Regions from separate parts of the Zea mays genome. Here regions 1, 2, 3 and 5 are each linked to region 4. The links are chromatin contacts, called in public Hi-C maps. All regions are on one chromosome and are shown on one strand. Each heading gives the region's core, a stretch centred on a gene start, on an enhancer-like site or on the middle of the called end of the contact. The rest is flanking DNA. Distances are from core to core; before and after follow the strand shown.

The links. Hi-C and Micro-C count contacts between places; a contact is called where the count stands out from the background.
Region 1: a contact with region 4 is called in a Hi-C map of endosperm, with 2.8 times the contacts expected there. The contact joins the promoter of LOC100285835 here to the promoter of LOC103632825 in region 4. A contact is called at or near these places in 3 of 25 Hi-C or Micro-C datasets (endosperm, leaf and tassel).
Region 2: a Hi-C map of endosperm shows a contact between it and region 4, with 3 times the contacts expected there. The contact joins the promoter of LOC100279065 here to the promoter of LOC103632825 in region 4. A contact is called at or near these places in 10 of 25 Hi-C or Micro-C datasets (bundle sheath, ear, endosperm and 4 more).
Region 3: a contact with region 4 is called in a Hi-C map of tassel, with 2.4 times the contacts expected there. The contact joins the promoter of LOC100191879 here to the promoter of LOC103632825 in region 4. A contact is called at or near these places in 2 of 25 Hi-C or Micro-C datasets (ear and tassel).
Region 5: a contact with region 4 is called in a Hi-C map of ear, with 3 times the contacts expected there. The contact joins the promoter of LOC103634152 here to the promoter of LOC103632825 in region 4. A contact is called at or near these places in 4 of 25 Hi-C or Micro-C datasets (bundle sheath, ear, leaf and 1 more).

Annotation. Positions count from the first base shown.
Region 1 is chr7:127,038,259-127,040,958 of Zm-B73-REFERENCE-NAM-5.0, reverse strand. LOC100285835 reads right to left here and starts at 1,289. Exons shown (of 5, transcript NM_001158725.2): 1 at 700-1,289. The coding sequence starts at 831.
Region 2 is chr7:127,634,141-127,636,840 of Zm-B73-REFERENCE-NAM-5.0, reverse strand. It overlaps LOC100279065, which reads right to left and starts at 1,425. Exons shown (of 9, transcript NM_001354577.1): 1 at 813-1,425. The coding sequence starts at 1,319.
Region 3 is chr7:126,931,341-126,934,040 of Zm-B73-REFERENCE-NAM-5.0, reverse strand. LOC100191879 reads right to left here and starts at 1,353. Exons shown (of 2, transcript NM_001137303.3): 1 at 1-1,353. The coding sequence starts at 1,288.
Region 4 is chr7:127,374,976-127,377,740 of Zm-B73-REFERENCE-NAM-5.0, reverse strand. It overlaps LOC103632825 (probable GTP diphosphokinase RSH3, chloroplastic), which reads left to right and starts at 1,424. Exons shown (of 6, transcript XM_008654556.4): 1 at 1,424-2,437; 2 at 2,531-2,716. The coding sequence starts at 1,754.
Region 5 is chr7:127,106,754-127,109,453 of Zm-B73-REFERENCE-NAM-5.0, reverse strand. It overlaps LOC103634152 (serine/threonine-protein kinase), which reads left to right and starts at 1,356. Exons shown (of 4, transcript XM_020541272.3): 1 at 1,356-2,032; 2 at 2,131-2,266; 3 at 2,540-2,676. The coding sequence starts at 1,607.

The sequences.
Region 1 (2,700 bases), core at 40-2,539, 340 kb after region 4:
AAAAAAAGAGGAAATCTAGTCCAGAACATGGAAAGCCCCAAACTGTGGCAGCCCAGCCCATAAGCAGCAGTAGTACATGTACAGTGCGGTACGGTACGGTACGGCGCACCGTGCACCGCACCATGTTTGCCTCTGCACGAACCCTCATGATGATGCCCGACGAGCCATGCCGTGTGCGTGTCCGCGAAGCAAGAACAGCAGGCGGACACGCCCACCCGCTGCTCCACGCGCAGCACTGACAGGGGCAGGCTGCGGCAATGGCACTGCCACTGCCCATGCCATGCCCCCGTCACCTCTATTCTCCCAAGGAACCGAACCGCACGCGCACGGCCCAAGAGCAAGAGGTACAGCCGCGGCACGCCCGAAGAGGGCAACTGGGGCAAAACCTGTCGCTGCGCCCTCGGGTTTAACTGCGCTGCCGCGATCCGCCGCCCTCCCGCTCTCATCCCCATACGAAGACGGAATAGATGGCGTGGTGTGCTCCAACGATCGACCAGATTTCGCACCAACCTGCCATTAAAAACTACTGCATCTCCCCACGCTAGTGCTGGAGCTGGGCCCTTCTACACACTGCACGCGACGAATCGGATCCTACTGGTGCTGGTAGTGGCGAACTTTATGAAGGTTTTATTAAATTGGGGCAAGTCAAAGGGGGAGTCGAACTTTATGAAAGGAACGCTGCTGCCGGCGATGCCTCACCTTGAGGAATTCGATCTCGCGGTTGAGCATCTGCAGCTCCAGCTGCGACCGCCGGCGGCCGCACAGGTCCGGGTACCTCGGCGGCGACTTGGGCCGTGGTGGCTCCAGCACCACCGCCACCTCCTCCCCCATGGACCTCACATGTACTAGCGGAGGCTAGCAGAGTACCTCCCACACCGTACCGGCGCACACCCGGCTAACGAGTCCCGGCCGGTGTTCGGGACTAGAGAAGCGGAATGTCGAGGAGCGAGTGGTGGCTGGCTGATGGTGGTACGGTATAAATCGCGGTGACGAGCAGGGGGCACAGCGGGCTGAGGCGGTGGAGGGTATCGCACGTACGAGGCGGGTGTGGCGGACAAGCTCGCGTTCGCGCGCCCGACGGAAGCAGGGCGAGAGGATGCGGAGGAGGTGGTGGGAGGTCTGGATGAGGAAGCGAGGAGCCGGACGTCCCCATAAATCACACTGTGAGCGGGGGCGACGAGAGGGAGAGAGAGGATGGCTGCGCGGGCAATAATGGCAGAGAGGGGGGGACGGCGTGACGTGGGGTTGAGAGAGAGAGAGAAACGGGAGAGCGGGGGCAGAGAGAGGAGGGGGAGCCGGGGAGGAGGAGGCTGCTGGGGTTTAATTGGTGGGGGCTTGTTTGACTGCGGGGTGGGCTCCACGCCCACAGGGCTGGGGTTTAGCTTGGACGGCGTGGGACGGGTCAGTAGGATCACGGACGGCGTGGGGTTTGCCTCCGTTCATGAGCTCAACAGTGCAAAACCATGATCGGCGTCGGTGAAAATCATGCCGAGCGCCGACCGCGGCGACGATCTGTTTCTGAACTTCAGTTTTTTTTAGGAGTGTTTGGTTGCTTCTGCTAAAGTTTAGCCCGTGTCACATCAAACGTTTGACTTTTAAATAGGAGTATAAAATATAGACCCAACCAACTGGACTAGATTCGTCTCGTCTTTTAATCTTCGGCTGATAAATTAGTTTTATAATCCGACTACATTTAATACCTGTAACGGAGGTTTAAACATTCGATGGGACAGAGGCTAAATTTTAGCGGGGTGTAACCAAACACCCCCTAGAGGATTTCTGAACTAAAACAGGCCTGGATCTGCACAGGGTCGCTCGGCTCGTGTCCTCCGGCAGAGAAGCAATGACCCTACCTGATGCAACAGCCCAGCCTATGAGATTGATGGCAGGTGGCAGCTATGAGAATATCATTTCCCTTTACAAAACGAGCACACGTTGCTCAAGATTCGTAGCCAGAACTACAACCTTTTAGCTATAATGACTTTTGACTAGTGTCGCTAAATACGTGCTATGATGTCATGTTTTTTCGTCCTGGAAAAGCAAACAGTGTCTCGTCTCCGAAGTGGATTTACATTCTATGAAAAATTTTAGATTTATGTTCTTGTGTAGGAAAACAATTATATTTGGAATGTAGGAAAAAAATCATGTTCATGTGTATTTCACGTAAATTTAGATTCATTCTAAAAAAATTACGTGTTTTTTGTGTGTGTGTGTCAAAATTCATAAGTTCAGAGAGTAACCCTAACCTTTTGAAGACCTAACCTATAATATCTCTCGTCTAACACCAGATCACTTAGTCAGAGTAACATGATGAAAAGATGGTCCCGAGTTTCGGGCGACGGTGTTTACGATATTTTGATCCTTTATTACAGTTCCTAAACTTCCCAATGCACACTGACACATCTCTACCGATCGCAGGTAACCCAACAGGGGTGAGTGCGGTGGTGCTGGTGCCCACGTCGGAGCGGTACTCTCCCTGATCTGGCAACGGGAAGAAAGCAGAACAGCACGGGGGACCTCGCGAGCCCGGGTGTCATTGTCAGCAGCGCCCGTACCGCGGGCCGTACGGAATGTCTCCTCGCCGGCCCACGCGCACGTCGGAGCTGGGCCCCACTGACGCAGTTGCTGTGGACTGGCCTGGGGCTGGGCCTGGGCCTGGCTCGCGGGGACTGAACAGCGCCCGGAGCCCGATCGAGCCAT
Region 2 (2,700 bases), core at 176-2,675, 260 kb before region 4:
CAGAAACCAACTGCCAATAGAGTAATAGACAGTAACATTAGAGCTAGTGTCTCTTTGTAAGCCAACTGCCAATACCTGTCCGTCTGTACCGAAAGCTTCTCATTGGTACCTATCTAATGAAGTTCCATAGAACAGTATAAATGTAACATATCAGGTGCAAGTCAACCTATTGGTGCAAACCAACAAAAGAATGGAGGTGGGAGAACCTTTTAAAAAAAATCATATAAAAAAGGTCTTGCCACCTCCATTCTTGTCTCCATTCTTGTGTTGGTTTGCAAGTTTTGCACCAATAGATTGGTTTGCACTTGATATGCTCCCTAACTCAAATGGTCCAACCTAACAGATCCAAAACCAGATTATTTTTGCTAGGCCGGTCTCTTATATCTCCCAGCTATTTCATTAAAATGATTTTTTATACAATCCAAACTAAAAGGATCACAACAGAATGCAGGTCCCATCAGATATCTGTTAAACCATTGCGGTCCTAATCCCACTGAGTGAAATTACAGCTGGAAATTACTAGGCTCGCAAAATGCATTGCTACAATTGGGAATGCTAAGGGTAATAAATTCTATGAAAAGGGGCATCTGATAAACAAATTCAGAAAATCGTGATGCTTTCTGCAACGAGACCACCGAGCTTGCAAGTAACTGAACAAGTAGGCTGAGAGCATGTTTATTCATCATGACAAGTTGGGATAAGACATTTAGGTGACTCTCCAGGAGCTGTTGATCATGACTCAGGAGGGTGAACAACATAGGCGTATCAAATAATAACAGCTACCATTGCACATAAAAATCCTAATTATTTACCTTCAAATCGGCGTCTTTGTCATTGCCAGGGAGGGCGAACCAGCCGCCCGCCAAGATCTTGACGACGCCGAGGAGCAAGCACACGCCGCAGAAGGCGAGGAACAGCATGTTCCCGAGCTTCCTCCTCTCGCGGATCCCCAGACCAAGTCCGACCGCGCTGCCGCCGGAGACCGGCGGCTTGAAGAGCCGGAACCGGAGGTGCTGGTTCTGCTGGCTCTGGTGGAGGAGGAGGCCGCTACCGGACGACTCCACGGAGTCCGAGGGAGGGCTCCCCAACCCGTCGCACCTCGGCGAGCGCGGAGAGCCGATCTGGAGCTCGATCTCGCCGCCCCCGCCGCGCTTGAACGAGCTGGCCCGGCGCGTCATGGAGCCTCCGCCGGCCATGCGGGGGCTGTGCAGGCGCTGCTGCTGGTGGTGGCGCAAGTGGTCTCCGCCGCCGCCGCCGCCGGAGCCTGATGTCCCGGCACCGGCTGTCCCGCCGTTGCCGTGCATGGGCTGGTACCCCATGTGGATGCGATGCAGCCTCCCAGGCCGACCTCTGAAGTGGCAGTAGCCTTTCCTTCCCAGACCCCACGTGGTCTCGGCACTTATGGCAAAATTAGGGGAGGCGCCATTAATGGAGCTCGGTGGGGAGGTGAGGACTGAACTCGAGGAGCGAGCGAAGACCGCGTAGTGGGAAAAAAGGAGACGGGACACGGGAGTGAGGAGACAGACACACAGGGAAACGGTCAGACGTGGCACTGCAATTACGGCCTTGCCATTTGGACGCGTCGGCGCTCGTTCTCGTTCGCATGCAGAAATTTGAGAAACTTCCATTTCGTCCGAGATCTCGTCTTGATCTCTCAGCTGCGGTAGTAACTGCGGACTCTGACAAAGGGAGGAAAAGATCAGCTCAGGTGGGCCGCGTGGTTCGAAAAACAGCTTCCGCTAGATTCTCGGATAAAGCTGCTTTCTAGAATAGATCTCTGTATCGATTGGTTGGAAGGAGCGAACACGGAAGATGAAGGGTATTTAGAGGGTGTTTGAATGCACTAGAGATACTTCCTCCAGTGCAGTAAAGGTAGTCGTTTAGGACATAATTGTGCATACCAAGGAGTGATTAATTATCATAGAGTTTTCCCTGTTTGCCCCTATTAAATAGGGATATGAGTGCATTAATGTCACTAAAACAATCAGGCTTGATTGGTTGCTGCAGCAGCTCCAAGGCATTCTAGACTGGAGGTCTCAAGTTCGATTCCTCTTAAATGCATCTTTTTTTGTGCAATTACTAGGGGCAATAACGTCCAAATCCCAGACCCACGCGCGCTATGACTTCTTTTTGTGCACGCTCGGTCACGCGCAGGATGACTTCTTTTACTGCACCGGAGGGAGTAATAGTTAGTGGTTAAAATTAGCTAGAGATATTCAAACACCTTAGCTTATAGTTTAGCTATTAGCTATTTTTAGTAAATTAACTACTAGTTAGCTAACTATCTGTTAGCTAGCTAATTCTACTAGTATATTTTTAGCTAATTAACTATTAGCTCTAGTGCATTCAAACACTCCCTTAGATGCACTATAGATAATAGTTAGTTGACTAAAAAATTCTAGTATAATTAGCTAATTAACAAATAGTTAGTTAAGAGCATCTTCAAAAGATTAGTCAATTAACTCGTCAAGCCAAATTTTGGCTACTTAGTAGCAAAATAAATCTCCAACCGACTAACAATGTGACTCGTCAAGCTATTTGACTCTTTAAATTGGTTCCGTCACTGGCCAAACTTGGCTAGCCACTCTGACTAGTCAAACTAGATCCTGTTGGACTGATGAGATGCTACATATAAAGTGTAATCTTTATGAAAAGATAAATATAGAGTCAAATAGAGAGCCAAAAATTAAGAGTCGCTTG
Region 3 (2,700 bases), core at 104-2,603, 440 kb after region 4:
GCACCATTCCCACGCCACCGGCTAGCTTCACTATCTGCCCCTTCTCCACCCTCGAGTTGCCGCCCCTGTCGCAGAGGACCACCTTGCCCTTCACCTCCGCGGCGTTCAGTGTGCCCTCCATGCAGAGCTTGCTCGAGTTGCTGCCGGCACGGATGCCCTTATTGTACACCAGAGGGATCTTGCCGTCACCGAGCCCATCGCCGGAGTAGAGGGACATGCCGGCGTGGGTCTCGCCGTTGGCGAGCTGGGCGTAAGCCGGAAAGCTCCGGTCGAGCGTCCCGGCGCCGACCGTGATTACCCACGGGGCCGTGTTCACCAGAGACGACGGCGACGGCCCGCTGTTCCCAGCGGAGCACGAGACGACGATGCCGCGGCGGGTGGCCGCGAGCGCGCCGACCGCGATGGGGTCGCGCGAGAGCGGGAACGCGCCGCCACCCAGCGACAGCGAGAGCACGTCGACGCCGTCGTCGATGGCCTTCTCCATGCCCGCCAGAATGTCGGAGCTGAAGCACCCTTGCCTCCAGCACACCTTGTACGCCGCGACGCGCGCCCCGGGGGCCATGCCCCGCGCCGTGCCCGGCGCGTACCCGAGGAGGCTTGCGCCCGCCACGACGGCCCCGGCTGCCGTACTCGCGGTGTGCGTGCCGTGCCCGTCGTGGTCCCTCGGCGACATTAGGTCGGCGCCGACTCGAGAGCCGTCGCCGGCCCCCGACGAGTAGCCGCGGAAGAAGGCACGGGCGCCGATGAGCTTGCGGTTGCACATCGAGGACGGGAAGTCGGTGGCATTGGTCTCGCAGCTCCCGCGCCACCGCGCAGGCACAGGGCCCTGACCGGCGTCCCCGAAGCTGGGGCTCTCGGGCCAGACGCCGGTGTCGAGCACCCCGATGATGACGTCCGGGCCCCCGGCGTCCGCGTCAGGCGCGCTGTACGGCGGGAGGTGGAGGAACGATGGGGAGCGCGTGGTGTGGAGAGGCAGGAGCACGTCCTCGTGCACTGACGCGACGGCAGGGTGAGTGGTGAGCGCCGCCACGTGGGATGGGAGGAGGCGGGCGGCGAACGCGGACGGCGCGGCGGTCGTGTACGAGTAGAGGAGGTGGCGCGCGGGGTCCAGGGAGAGGGCGTCGAGGTGCGCGTGGTGCCAGTGGAGGTGCGTGGCGTAGGGGGACGGCTTGAGCGCGGGGTTCAGGTAGACAATGTAGGTAGCCGCACCGGCGTCGGCGCGGGAGGCGACGGCATACTTGGCCGAGCCGATGAAGAAGAGAAGGAGGAGCACAAGCGGTTGCTGCATGGGGAGCACGGCGAGTGTGGACTATGGAGCGTTGGGTGAGGGAGTGAGCTTCACCGAATGAGTCTGGCTGTGCAGAGGCGTTCGATCGGTTCAAATAAGGAGCCAGTTAGCATCAGCATAATAAGCACTGTTGACGCTTGCTCCTCTTTGTATTAATTTAAACGGACAGCTCTGAACCTAATTATATCGCACAACTAGTGCAAGCAAAGCATATATCCGATGTGTCCTTGTATATCATCAGGGAAAATGTTCCTATCTGACGAACGACGTGGCACTCTCGGTGTCAACGTCGACTTTCCCCCGGTGCTACATCCTGCACGATTTGAGCCGGACAACGAGGCGGAAAGCGCACCACGCACCGGACCGCCCATCAGGCCATCATGCATGTCCGCCGGCGGCGTCCACACACCACACACGCCATGATTCAGAGACGTCCTCCTTTACAAGCGGCGCAGCCCCCGGCCGCGCACGTACTTGCCTCTCGCTGTACTAGCACCGGTCGGCCGGTGGTCTGCCGTGCTTGGGGGCGAGGTGGAGGGATTGGATTCATCGTGCAGCTCGTAGTGGGAAGGCAAGGAGCCTAGGTAAAGAAGCGCCGGTACCACCGCGCTCCACACCACAGCGCACCGAGAACGCGTCCATGGCGCATATGGGGCGCCGTCGAGCATGCGCGCGCATCGCAGGCGCCTCGCTTAGCCGCGCGGCCTGAGCTCGTGCATTTACGTACGTGCACGAGCATTGCAAGCCCTTTTTGGCCTTGCGATATTGCGTCGCCCATTCTTCCACTTTCTTGGGCGGAGCACCGCGTGGAGCCACGATTCCTTGCCTCGCGATGGCGTTTAGTCGGATTCGGTTGCCAAAGCCTAGCAGGCACTTTCGCAGCCTGATCCTGATGATGCCAGTACTACTGGGCATCGTAGTCATGGCCTCATGGGATATTTTAGGTATGATCTACTACCATTATTTCAATTCACTGTTTAGTCAAATTAGCTGGCCCTACAATCGTGTTTTCTACAGGTTACCAGTTTGATATTGGTCTAACTTTATGTGCCCTGTCGCATACATGAGTAAGTACAAAACTCCATATTGCTGTTGTCAATTAATTCCTTACATAACAACAACACTGTTTACCATTTTCGGCGGCACACGTATTTTCGGCGGCCAGAGCTTAGCCGCCGAAAATAAGACACTATTTTTGGCGGCCTCTTGACACAGCCGTCGAAAATAGCTTCTTATTTTTGGCGGCTAAGCCTTAGCCGCCAAAAATACGCTTTTTAAAACCGTCGCCGGGCTCCTTCCTCTCTTCTCACTATCTCTATCGCTCGCGTCTTCCTCTCCTTCTCTCTCTGTCGCCATGTCTCGCCGCCGCCGCCCCTGCCGCCCGCCGCCTGCCCTGCTGCTCCGCCGGCCGC
Region 4 (2,765 bases), core at 175-2,674:
ACGTCACACAGAAAATATCCACCAACAATTATTTAGCATAGAATAATTTAAAAGTGTAGTTTTGTAATCGACTAGTTACTTAACCTTATATTTTTTAATTAAAAACTAGCATATAGCTCATGCTAACACTATGAACCGGATGATCGAGAGAGGGATCAACGGTGGTGTCACAAAAAGAGAGGTTGACGACGACAACGACGTGAGTGGGAGGGTCGGCGGGGAGGTAGAAGAAGAGGGATGAAATATGAGTATTGTATTTAAATAATGTTGTTCATTAAATTTGAGGGAGTGATGAAGAGGGGTTATCTGGCTATCTGAATCGTTGTTTTTTATTGTGTGTTTAAGTCTAAGTATATTTTGTTTGGTGGATTTAGTGAAAGTTATGAGTGTACGAGGGATTTGGCTGGGTGGGATTAAAAAGGATTATATAATGCTATAGGTAAATACTTTCAAAAGAAACAAATGTGTCAGTTCTTTTTTAAAAAAAGAGTGACAAATATGGTGACCGCAACAGGTAGCACTCAATGCTTAAGCGGAACCTAATAATCCCTGTGATGGAGAATTTTGCCGGCCGAATCTCCATGATTTCTGCAACGGCCTGTAGGAGCTTGCCGGAGTGCAGGAACAGCGAATTAGAAAATGGCCGCCGCGCCAACTCCACTCCACACCCCTCTAGGGAACCTAGAGGTAGTGGATAAGCTGTAGCACCTTCTAGAAAGTCTTTTATTCTACTACTATTTTGCTTTTGCATTGCTTTTATCGGCATGATAATGGCGCATTAGCATCACATCGAGCATCATTAGCTGTGGCCAGGGGGCGTGAATGAAGAAGGTTTTGGATAGGGCAAGCTTTTTATTTAATCGAGACATGTGTCGGTATGTCCAAGGCGTAAAGAAGTCACAGTAACGCCACCAATTCGTTCGTTTGGATAGAAAGGCGGTGTCGCCGACTGGGCGTCTAGCACTCTAGCTGACGATCCTACTAGCACATTGCAATCGGCCGGCTCCTCCTGAGTCGCAAAATCAGCGAAATGTTAGTAGGAGGCAAAACTTCAATTGCAGTGATTCAATGTTAGTTTACAGATGACTGATAGCTAGACTGTTCTTTACATTTAAAATATCGATGATTATATTATAAAGTTGTAGCGTGCAAAAGTTTAGCAAATACGTAGACTTGAATTAAAGTTTCTCCTCTTCTTTTGAACCGCAATAGCCTTGGATTAAAGATCTATCCTCTTCTTCCGGGTCCGTATTTAAAACACTCGAATCCTAATCGCTAAGGGCCTAAGGCTGACAAAACCGGCAAAACCGAAACTAGTTAACGGCCAAAACTCCGGCAACACGGTAGATAGAAGATTCCTGAGGAGGGGCGGTTTCGGCATTTTGAAAGCCAGCCGCCTTCCTATAATTAGCGAGGGTCCCAGATTCTCTCTCTTCACGCACACGCAGCAGCAGACGGGACGCAACCCAAGTAGTACGCAAGCCGAACAGATTTTCCCCATTTCCCTGCTCTCCTCGCCCTCCCCACGAAATTCCCTGCTTGATCACGCCGATTTCAGCTGTTTGCAACACTTCCTCTTGTTCGATTTTTATTAACTCGTCGACTCCACCTCACCGAGGTCAAATCTTTGGCATCGGATTCTGTTCTGTGCTGCCTTTTGGTTTCGGCGCCGAATTCAGTTCCGATTCCGAACAGTTAGCAGCTTTAAGCGGCTTTCAGTTCGAGCGCGTCGGAGGCATCCCTGATTCCGGCGATGTCGTTGCCCGCGATTTCCATGTACACCAGTCCGCCGGGCGCGGTCTACTCTTCGGAGTTCGACCCAGCCTCCCGTGGCTCGTCGCCTTGCACCACCGCTGCGCCCCCGCCGCCGGCCGCCTCGTACCGCTTGCCCTCCGGCGGCGGCGGCCTGTCTTGCCTCTTCTCCTCGCCGGCAGCTGCGGCCGCGCCGCCCCGCGCCCCGGCTCACGACGACCTCGGTGCGCTGTGGCACAACAGATCCGACGACCTGAGCGTCCCCGCCGACGGGGGCGGGTACTCCTACTCGCACTCCCACTCGTCTTCGCAGCTAAAGCGGAGGGACCTGCATCACCACCACCACAGCCCCGTGTCGGTGTTCCAGGGGCCGTCCACCTCTTCACCATCCCGGAGCCCACCGGCTTCTTGGCTCGCCGCCCGCGACCGCGACCGCCTCTTCGCTGGCTTCGTGCGCAACGCTCTCGGTTCCTGCGTTGACTACGCGCCGCCCACCAGCCCTCGCCCGGAGGTCGGCGCCAGCGAGCTCGCGTTCGAGCTCGACGAGAACCTCGCGGAGGCTAGCCCTGCCTGCGAGCCATACGCCCAAGAGCTGCTCGCGAGTGCCCAGGATCGCCACCGCATCTTCCACGAGGAGCTGGTCGTGAAGGCCTTCTTGGAGGCCGAGAAGGCTCACCGTGGCCAGGTAAACCACAAAATTCCAACCTCCATCTGAGTGCCTGAATTGTCCGATCCTGATAGTTACTGAATCTTGTCTCTGCTTTTGTTGTGCGAATAGACGCGCGCGAGTGGTGACCCCTACTTGCAACATTGTGTGGAGACTGCTGTGCTACTTGCCAAGGTCGGCGCAAATGCAACGGTTGTCTCTGCTGGGCTTCTGCATGACACCATTGATGATTCATTCATTGACTATGACCACATCTTCCATATGTTTGGTGCTGGGGTTGCCGATCTCGTCGAAGGGGTATGTGTTCCTTTTCCCTTGGAACTTGATAATTTGTTGCGATTGGAAA
Region 5 (2,700 bases), core at 107-2,606, 270 kb after region 4:
AGGACTGTAGGGTGGTTCAGATACGGGGCATGTTGCGATGTCGTCTCTACCTGTAGCCTGCGTCTCATCAAAACAAAAAAAATGCATCTAGCGTGTGCCAAGGAATAGGATGGGATAGTTTTTGCCCTGTCTTTTGCTCAGACAGGGACAGAGAGCAGAAAAAGGACACCGTTTCGTTTCGCAAACCCACCCACACCCATCCACACACCCACACAGCCCACAGGGGAAGACGATACAACGCGTGGCTACGTCAGAGCTGTGCCATGCATGGGCAGACTTTCCGGCAGCAGTTGGTAGGTACTAGGTACTAGGATAGATTAGGCGGAGATCGATATGCACGAATCTCATTCCAATTCCAACGCCAGGCAAAAAGTTGTTGCTGCTATAGGATTAGGCGGCACACGAACTAGTAGAGTTTAGACTCTAATCTACCTCGTGTTCTCTAGCGTTTTGGACCAGCACTCCATCATCGTCCTCGTCGTAGCTTGCAAAGCCGTCGTGACGTTGACACTTGGCCATGCATGGCATATGGCACGGTCCGGCTAAAACAGCGGCGACGCCCAGTTCCGTTACGCGCCCCGGCTGGGTTTAGCTAGGCCATACCATATCGATCCCTTGCTTGCTTTTTTTTACTTGCCCTTTCCACACAAGTTGCAAATTAAGCGTCACCTGCGGACCTCCGTTTTTTTTTACTTGCCCCAGACGAGCACTGAGCAGACAAATCCACGGCTCTTCTCTGCCATCGAACGAAAGTTACGAAACCGCTCTGTAACTAACTAACTACTACGAAAACTAGCGCAAGCCGCCAGCAGCAGTAACCGGATCGGATGAAACACCTTTGGACTAACTACTATGGACTCGCTAAACTATTCGTAGGTGTGACGCTGCACAGTTATAGGGTGTTTAGTTTGATGAATCATTTCATCTAATTAAATTGATGTGGTGTATTATAGGTTTATTCTTCAAATTTGGTGGGGTGACTACATTACTCATATTAGTACTAAGAACTAACTATTAGAAATAAGGTGATGATAAATCAACTTATTATATTTTTTATAGACCAAACAAAAAATAGTGAGAAACAAGAAGATGATAGACTAGCTCATTACTCAAATCAAACACATCATTACTCACCGAGTCACCCGGTTGCTGTTTTCCCTTTCAGCCTTGGGGGAGCTGTTGGGGACTTTACGAGCGGTGACGCCGTGCGCCCCAGCTACCAGTCACCATGCAGCGTTGTCCAGTCCAGTGGTGAGGTGTGGTGTTCTCTCCCGGTGTTTGTCCCCTGTTTGCGGCGGGGTCACATCACCCGCGGTTTTGGTTTTGCCGCGCGCTCAAAGTCGTTGCCAGAACCACAAGCCGCGCTCCTCCAAGTCAGGGCCGGCCATCCGTGCGGGCGCTCACCGGTTGGGTGCGCTGCGCCCGCGATGCCATCGCCGTCTCCCCAGCCGCGAGCGCGCGCGCGCTTATAAAACGCTTGCCTGCCCACCTGCGCTTCTCCCCAACTAAGCCTATCTCTCTCTCTCTTCTCTCCCAGACCTTCCCTCCGGCCAGCCTCAATCTCCCGCGTGAGCTCCTCGAACGCACCTCTCTCGATCCGACTGACATGGCCGGCGCCCAGTCCTGGAGGACCTACCTGTGCTGCGTGGGCGGCAGCGCGGCGGTCGAGGACGACGGCTCGACGCTGCGGCGGCGGCGGAGGCGCGGCTGCGGCGGCGGCAGCAGCAAGGACAGCCCGAGGTCGTCGTCGTCGCGGATGTCGCTCACGAGCCTCGGCTCGTCGTCGGAGACGCTCTCCCCCGAGGACCTGTCGCTGACGCTGTCCGGGTCCAACCTGCACGCCTTCACGTACGCCGAGCTGCGCTCCGCCACGGCCAGCTTCTCCCGCGCCAACTTCCTCGGCTGCGGCGGGTTCGGCCCCGTGTACAGGGGCGCCGTCGGCGAGGCCCTCCGCCCGGGCCTGCGCGCGCAGGACGTCGCCGTCAAGTACCTCGACCTGGAGGGCGGCGCGCAGGGGCACAAGGAGTGGCTGGTGAGTGGATAATGCATACGCCGGTCACCGGCTCGATCGACCGGATCAGACGCTGACCGAACCTGCGGGGGGTTTTGTCGTTTTGTTTGCTCTCGCAGGCTGAGGTGTTCTTCCTCGGGCAACTGAGGCACAAGAACCTGGTGAAGCTCATCGGCTACTGCTACGAGGCCGAGCACCGGATGCTGGTGTACGAGTTCATGAGCTTCGGGAGCCTGGAGAACCACCTGTTCAAAAGTGAGCTCTTTTTTTCCTGCTTCTGGTCGCCTCGCGTGCTAGCTTGGTCGATTTTTTTTTTGAGCCCAACAAGCAAAGCCTCCGGTTTCCGTTGCTTCTGTTTAAAGTCGTAGGACTAGGTGAGCTCTGTAATGTGCCTTCTGGAGGAGCAAAATATTTTTTTGCCTAGTAGATGCTGTATACGCTGCCAGGTCGCATGCCTACACATGCACAAGCCTTGGTCAATGCCGGGGAGGAAGTAAATACTCACATGAAACGTCCTTGTCGCTGCAGGTACCAACGGCGCCCTCCCATGGATGACGAGGATGAAGATCGCCGTCGGCGCGGCCAAGGGCCTCGCCTTCCTCCACGACGCTGACCCGCAGGTGATCTACCGCGACTTCAAGGCCTCCAACATCCTGCTCGACTCGGTAAGCGAGCTCATAGCTATATAT